Linked DNA regions of Neogale vison: region 1 is linked to region 2. The links are chromatin contacts, called in public Hi-C maps. All regions are on one chromosome and are shown on one strand. The core of a region is the stretch at or near the end of the contact, and the rest is flanking DNA. Distances in the headings are between cores, read along the strand shown.

What was found. Hi-C and Micro-C count contacts between places; a contact is called where the count stands out from the background.
Region 1: a contact with region 2 is called in a Hi-C map of fibroblasts, with 8 times the contacts expected there. The contact joins the promoter of KRR1 here to the promoter of PHLDA1 in region 2. A contact is called at or near these places in 2 of 3 Hi-C or Micro-C datasets (fibroblasts and muscle).

The regions. Positions count from the first base shown.
Region 1 is chr12:42,939,623-42,943,561 of ASM_NN_V1, forward strand. It overlaps KRR1 (KRR1 small subunit processome component homolog), which reads left to right and starts at 2,623. Exons shown (of 10, transcript XM_044228327.1): 1 at 2,623-2,740. The coding sequence starts at 2,656.
Region 2 is chr12:42,489,312-42,493,094 of ASM_NN_V1, forward strand. It overlaps PHLDA1 (pleckstrin homology-like domain family A member 1), which reads left to right and starts at 2,182. Exons shown (of 2, transcript XM_044226749.1): 1 at 2,182-3,504. The coding sequence starts at 2,288. The coding sequence ends at 3,478.

The DNA.
Region 1 (3,939 bases), core at 1,373-3,872, 450 kb after region 2:
GAGAGATCACAAGTAGGCAGAGAGGCAGGCAGAGAGAGAAAGAGGAGGAAGCAGGCTCCCCGCTGAGCAGAGAGCCCGATGAGGGGCTCGATCCCAGGACCCTGAGATCATGACCTGAGCCGAAGGCAGAGGCTTTAACCCACTGAGCCACCCAGGCACCTGGAAGTTTTTTTTTTTTTTTTAGCATTTTCCATGTGTAGAGTCAGAGTTAAGATTATTTTTCCTGTTATAGGAAACCGAACAGGGATGGGTGGGAAACTTGGCAACAGATAGTGGGTGTGGCTCCATAGTTCCTTCAGGGAACTACTTCTACATAGGCAGTAATTGACAGTTATACATACATTCAATGGAATGGTGCTTTACTTCTAGTTGACATCTACTAGTCATCTACTACATACATCTACTACATACATCTACTTCTAGTTGACAGTTTTCCAGGAGTGGAATTACTGTGGAAGAGTATGTCCCTATTTTATATTGCTAAGATAGTTTTGCAAAAAGGCAGTGACAGTTTGCATTTTCACCAGCAGTGTATGGGAGTACACTTTCTTCCATCAGATTATCATTTAAAAATATATGTATTTATTATTTCTTTTTCCCAGTCTAGTGGGTGAGAAGTGATATTTCACTGTTATGTTTACATGCTTTTCATACAGTAGTATGAAGTAGTATGAAGTAGTTAAGCATCATATGCTTATCAGATATTTGGATTAACTCTACTACTGCAAATCCAAAGACTGCAGAGTAGGCCTGCTGGAGACCACTGAGGAACTAATACCCTCAACTTCAAAAGCTGTGAGGCTGAAAACTCAGTCCTTCTTCCAACACATTTGTAACAACTAATCCTTTTAGTAGCCTTTCTGAAGCTGCTAACGATCAGACTGCCTGTACTTGATGTCCTGTTCACCAGGTACCTTAAAAGTACCTTAAAATAACAGTAATAAAAACCTGCTTCATAGGATTCCTGAAAACACTGAAGGAATTGCTTCTCAATTTATAACTTTCCCCAGTTGTTATTTGGTCTATTATAGGAATTTGTCATTGATTCTTTTTAAAAAATTTTTTAAAAGTAATCTCTACATGCAACCTGGGGCTTGAACTCACAACACCAAGATCAAGAGTCACATGCTCTACTGACTGAGCCTGCCAGGAGCCCCAGGATTTGTTGTTGCTTTTTGAGTAAACTGCAACAATATAGGGATGAGATCATGGCCTGCTGTTTATAAGACATACCTCTTTTTGGGGCGCCTGGATGGCTCAGTGGGTAAAAGCCTCTGCCTTCCGCTCAGATCATGATCCCAGGGATTGAGCCCCACATCGGGCTCTCTGCTTTGCGGGGAGCCTGCTTCCTCCTCTCTCTCTCTCTGCCTGCCTCTCTGCCTACCTGTGATCTCTGTCTGTTAAATAAATAAATAAAATCTTAAAAAAAAAAAAAAAGGACATACCTCTTTTTTTTGTTGTTGTTTTAAGATTTTATTTTTTTTATTTTAAGGGAGAGTGTGTGTGAGAAGGGGAAGAGCAGGGTGACAAACAGACCTGGCGCTGAGTGCAGTGCCTGACTTGAGGCTTTATCTCAGGACCCATAACCTGAGCTGAAACCAAGAGTCAGACAGTTAACTGGCTGAACCAACCAGGAGCCCGGGGTGTGTGGGGGGGGTGTCTTAACATAATCCTGTGTCTTGGGACCCTCTGTCCCTAATTAAGTCTGTTTTATATATGTACCTTATGTACATCTAAGTTTTTATAGAAGACACACAAGGGTGGATTTCACATAAACATTTCTAGTTTCACTAACCCAAGAAATAAAACGTATCAAAGACTTTCCTTAAGTGTGCTGCAGAAAATTTTAGAAATGGCAAATAGTAAGATCGGTCATCAAAAGAAGTCTCATCTTCAGTCTAACCACTTTTTGATTTTTTAGAAGTGTGAAAATTTGTAGTAGTGATGAACTTCACGTCTTGAGGTGTTTGGGAAATCTTAGGTGAGGCGAACCACCCCGAAGTGTCAGTTATTATCCTTCTGGCTTAGAACGACTTTAGGGAATTACCATCAGAAAAAAAGACTTTTAAAACTTATCTTACAAAAAATTAACAAGCTTAGAGAATTTTGTTTGTTTTAATGTTAAGAATTAGAAATGCAAATAAACTGCCGACACAACGTAGTCTAACAATAAATGGTAGCTCTGTCACTCCCTGCCGTGAACGATCATGTATTTTCGTCTTTAGACCTAGCACTTACTTGACAGTCATATAAATATTATCAATGAATGAGTGAGTGACTTCAAGGTTAGACCGCTTGCACTCTGTGGCCAAACCCTGGAGTTCGGGGTCCTAAGTAAGATATCGGGACGAGAGAAAACTACGGTAATAAGGTTTCCAGCTTGCCTATAGTCTTGGACTACCATTCCCAGCATGCAGCTAAACTCCGTGTTGCTATGTATCCTGGGAAAGAAGTCTCCAGCTCTCCATTGGCTACGCAGGAGAAGCACTTGTAGTTGTGCAAATAATGCGGACTTTAGCGTACGCGCGCACGGAGATTGCGCAGATCTCTTCTAAATTATACGGAACTCGTATTTAGTAGATAGATTTTCAGGACCAAAATCCGGTAGGATTTAAGAACAGTTCCACTTCCGGTAGCACCGGAAGCAATTCCAAGATGGCGTCCTCCTCGGTGAACGGACAAGCTATCGCGGACGGGAAAAGTGAGTTTCGTAAGAAAAAGCCGAAGCCGGAGAACCGAGGTAAGTTTGAGCGAGAACTGAAATCTGATTTTTGGATATTGAGTTACAGTTGTTTTCTTTCGCTGGCTGGGGGCTTGCAGTGCTGCCTGAGTGTGTTCTGTGAAGTTGAGTAGCTATCATTGCTGAGGATTGAGGATGATAGCCAGGCCTGCGGGACCGACTGGCAGGTATGGTGCCAGCCACGTGTTCCTAGCCGCTTTCGCTGGAGGCCTTTCATAGTAAAGATGCTGCAGAGTTTGTCTTAATGAAAAGGAAGAGCATTAAATTACGGAGGGTGCCGCAGGCCCTTACTCTCGCGGCGGTGGCTGCAAGTCGTTGACAAAATGAGAGATGGAACGGGCTAGGAGTGGGAGGTCGTTATACCTATGAGTGAGCGCTGATAATAAAGGAGTGGGACAGATAAGGAGAAGGAGCTGTCTGGCGTGTTCTTAACGCTAGTTTGTCCGTTAGTGAAATTTTGGAATATTTATCATTACTCCTTTTCGTCAAACGGCTAATATATTAGACGACACGACTCATTCTCTAATGTTCGACTGCCTTTCTTTGAAGTTGCCGTCTTTGTAGTGTGGTTTTATACATTTTTTTCAGTATGAACGACAGGAAGAGAGGATAAAGAACTAGCCCAAGACCCGAGTAGTCTTATTGGAAGCGTTAAAAACCTTGGGAAGTATTAAAGGAGTTAGGGAAGTATTAAAGGGGTTCTGTTACTTTTAATTGTGTAACGTAGCAGAGTACAGTCCATGTACAGCTTGAAGAATAAACCCCAACTGTGAGAAAGGAGCACTTAATACCGTTACGCAGAAAAAACCTCATACTCCAGACCCTCCTAGGAGCACCTCTCAGATCATAGTCTTTTCCTAGACAATACATGAGGTAACCATCCTGAATCATTTTGATCTTCTTTTCTCTGCATCATCTTTACTACCAATGCACAAAGTGGTTTGATTTTGTCAGTTTTTTACTTGTATATGAATGTAAGAGGGCTGTAGACATTGTTCTTGCTTCTTAGGCTAAGGTGTTTTTTTTTTTTTCCTTCTTGAGTCAATGATACTTGTAGCTGTAGTTTATTCTTTTCATTTGATATTGATGAGATTTCCTTTTATGAATATACACTTATTTATATTCTCATTCTACTGTTGGTGGACATTTGGATTGCTCCCATTGTTTGCTAATTATAAACAGTGCTCCTATAAACGTCT
Region 2 (3,783 bases), core at 932-3,431:
GAGGAGAACCGAGGACTGCGCTCTGGGGCATTCTGATACTAAAAGGGGAAGAGGAGAAAACTGCAGAGGACACTGAGCATGATTGGGGTGGTAGAAGGAAAATTAAGAGCTGTGTCCTTGAAGCCAAGTGAAGAACTGTATCCAAGAGGGGAAGCTAATCAACTGTCAGATGCTGCTAATACACAACATGATATAGACAGATGTCATAGGCAATTAAAGTCTGCATTTTCAAACTGGTTTACTAAAGCAGTGATTTCATTAGTTTGCTTTTGAAACGTTAGTAACTTGAAAGTGATCTTGCGTAAGGTTGTGATATTTTGGGCAGAACAGTTATTTCCTATAATTTTTTTGTGAGTTTATTTCATTGTCTTTTAAAAACATGGCTAACATGGCCATTTTTGTGAATTGGATGTGACTGTTGAAGTAAGAGCAAAGTTGTCCCTCAACTACAAGGTTCCTACACATCTGAGATCTCCAATAATCGATGGACTGTGGTCAAGGATGGCACACTGTAGACTGACTTCTGAGCTGCTCACAAAGTCATTAAATCATAGTGAAATATCCAGCTGGAAACGGAGTGGTAAAGTACCTAGTTACAAAGTAAGTGCTTTTGAAAATCGTGCTGGTTTTCAGACATTTTGAAGTAATTTAGAATGAATCTGCTGCATCTTGATTAACTGCAGAATGTTAAATAACACCAAACATACTTTCTCTTAAGAAAATGGCTTGCATTTCAAGATTACATCTTAGTTTTTTACCCAGTCAAGTTTGTATTGTATCATTTTTCCACATGGAATGTCTTTATCAACTACACCTGCCCTCAGATTCTGAGTTGCACACTCCTTTCTACATGAGCTGAAGAATGGCATTCTGTTAAAAAGATGAACAGCTGGTCATGTAGAAATTCTCTGGAATGCTCACTTGTCCCATGAAGGCAGGGAAAGAACTGATGTTAGGTACAGTGTTGTTACTGGTATACAGAATTGTTCATTTAAAAACATCTAATCTTACTAGAAATTTTTATAAGATTTTAATAGTTGCCTTTCTCCATAAAAGACTGCTAATCTATTAAGAATTGAAGGCTCTGACAATCTGCCAAGTGCAATTCAGGCGGACTCAGGACTGTGCTGGAATTGGATTATTTGCTAAGATGTTTCTTACACTGACATGTTTTATACTGACATGTTTAAAAGTTCTCCTGTGTTTTCAGTTACCTTGAATTTTTCAGCATGACACATAGGATATGACTCTTGCTCCCCTACCTCATCGCTCATTTCTTGACTTGAATTCTTTGTTTCAGCCATAGGAAGTCCTCCCTCCTTTCTTGGGCACAAGAAGCAGTCTGTCTTCTTTGGCCAGCTCTGATTTATTTCTTCTAAGTGTGTTTCTTCATATCCTCAGGGTCGGTACACCCTCGGGGGTCTCTGTACTTAATGGATGAATTTCCCCACCAACAGGTTTGGTTTCGATTAGTGCTGTTTATTCCCTCTTGTTTGCTAGAATACAGATTTTTTTAAAGATGCGAGAGTAGTAGAAGGGAGCTAGGGACGAGTACAGCTTACCTTCCACAGGTCACAGACGCAAGAGATTACAAAACCGATCTGGCCCGTTAGGCTCTTCCAAAGAGAGAGACCCGCGGAGCCCAGTCGGCTGTTTGGAGAGCTAAGCTGTTCCTTAAAGTGTGAGGTGTCTCACTGGACGGACATTCCTGGGGTCTGTAAGTGCAGTTGATTTACTGTTGCAGTCTGTGCGGATGGGTCACCCTTCTCCGCTAGCCCTTTCAGATGGGACAGACGGTAGCCCTATTGCCCTGATTTAACAATCGCTCTCCGCTCCAGGAAGAGCTAATGCCTGGAAGCAAACCTGAGTGTAAAGACCCCGTATCCTCTCGGCCTCTGTGCCCTGGGATATTTACATAGGCTCTCGGAGCTCATCGGAGCTCATCGCGAATCCCCGGGGCTGCTTCCCGAGGGCAGCGAGATAGCTTGGCTTTCCAGGTACTTCCTGGCCGTCCTCCCGTCCTCGTCTCCTGAAGCAGTTAGAGAGCCCCACCGGCCGGGGATAGGCGGGACGACAGGATGGCCTCTCGGCGCCCTCTGGACGTCGGCATTTGTCCCCGGGCAGCTGGGGCGCCCTCGGCTGTCGCCCCAGGCAGAGAGGAGTTTCCGGGGCTCGGATCCCTGCAGCCAGCGCCTGGAAGGAGCGCGGAAGCGAGTGGGCGGCGAGAGGCGGAGCAAGGGATACGGGGGGGCGTGGACGCGCCCGGCTTTGGAAAGGCCCCAAGTTAATGAGGCGTGCGCCGGCGGCAGAGCGCCTTTCCGAGCTGGGCTTTCCCCCGCGGTGCGGGCGCCAAGAGCCGCCTTTTCCGCTGGGTGTCACTCGGGGGTGGGGAGGCTGGCCCATTCAAAAGCGCCGTGAGGGGGCCCGGCCAGTGCCCTTCGGTGAGCGCTCGCAAGAGGACGGCAGAGGCCGGGAGGTTCGCAGCTCCGGGACCTTGTGGCGCATCAGGACGCGGCTGCTGGCTTGCCGGGACCCTGAGCCGCCGCCTCCGCCGCCGCCGCTCTGCTTCCTGCGTGTTAGCCTCCTCTGCCCCCTCCGGGCGGGCGGCCGCGGGAGCCGCTGGGGCGAGGACGGCGCGCGGCTGCTGCTGCTGCCCCCGGCTCGGGCGGCTGGAAGTGGAGAGGCCGAGCCGAGCGGCGCTCCTCCCTATGCCGGGAGGATGTTGGAGAGCAGTGGCTGCAAAGCGCTGAAGGAGGGTGTGTTGGAGAAGCGCAGCGACGGGTTGCTGCAGCTCTGGAAGAAAAAGTGCTGCATCCTCACCGAGGAGGGGCTGCTGCTTATCCCGCCCAAGCAGCTGCAACACCAGCAGCAACAGCAACAGCCTGGGCAGGGGCCGGCCGAACCGTCCCAACCGGGAGGGCCGTCCGTGGCCAGCCTCGAGCCGCCAGCCAAGCTCAAGGAATTGCACTTTTCCAACATGAAGACCGTGGACTGCGTGGAGCGCAAGGGCAAGTATATGTACTTCACTGTGGTGATGGCCGAGGGCAAGGAGATCGACTTTCGGTGCCCGCAGGACCAGGGCTGGAACGCCGAGATCACGCTGCAGATGGTGCAGTACAAGAACCGTCAGGCTATCCTGGCGGTCAAGTCCACGCGGCAGAAGCAGCAGCACCTGGTTCAGCAGCAGCCCCCGCAGCCGCAGCTTCAACCCCATCCCCAGCCTCAGCCCCAGTCACAGTCTCAGCCGCAGCCCCATCCCAAGCCTCAGCCCCAGCCCCAGCCCCAGCCTCAGCCTCAGCCTCAGCCCCAGCGTCAGCCCCAGCCTCAGCCCCAGCCTCAGCAGCTCCACCCGTGCCCGCATCCGCATCCGCACCCACACGCGCACCCGCACCCACAACAACTACCGCACTCGCACCAACCGCCGCTCTCGCAGCCGCACGGCCACCGGCTTCTCCGCAGCACTTCCAACTCTGCCTGAAGGGGGCAGCACCCGGGCCAGACAAGGTAAGGTCCCGGCAACTCGGGCTACTAAGGGCTTTTCCGAGGAGAAGGTCTCAGGAGTAGATCTCGCGGAAAGGAGGAGAAGTAGGAAGCCTAATTCACGGATGTGGTGCTTGGAGGGGAAAATGAGAAGTTATTACAGGTTTCTGGAGATGTGGAAAGAAGGGTAGCAAGCTGGAGTTAGGAGAGGCCGGGCATAGAGTGGAGGATGGGGGAACTCGGGTTAGGCGGAGAGGCCTCGCGAACCGTCTCCCGCCCACCCTGGTTGGGTCCAGTTGTGCA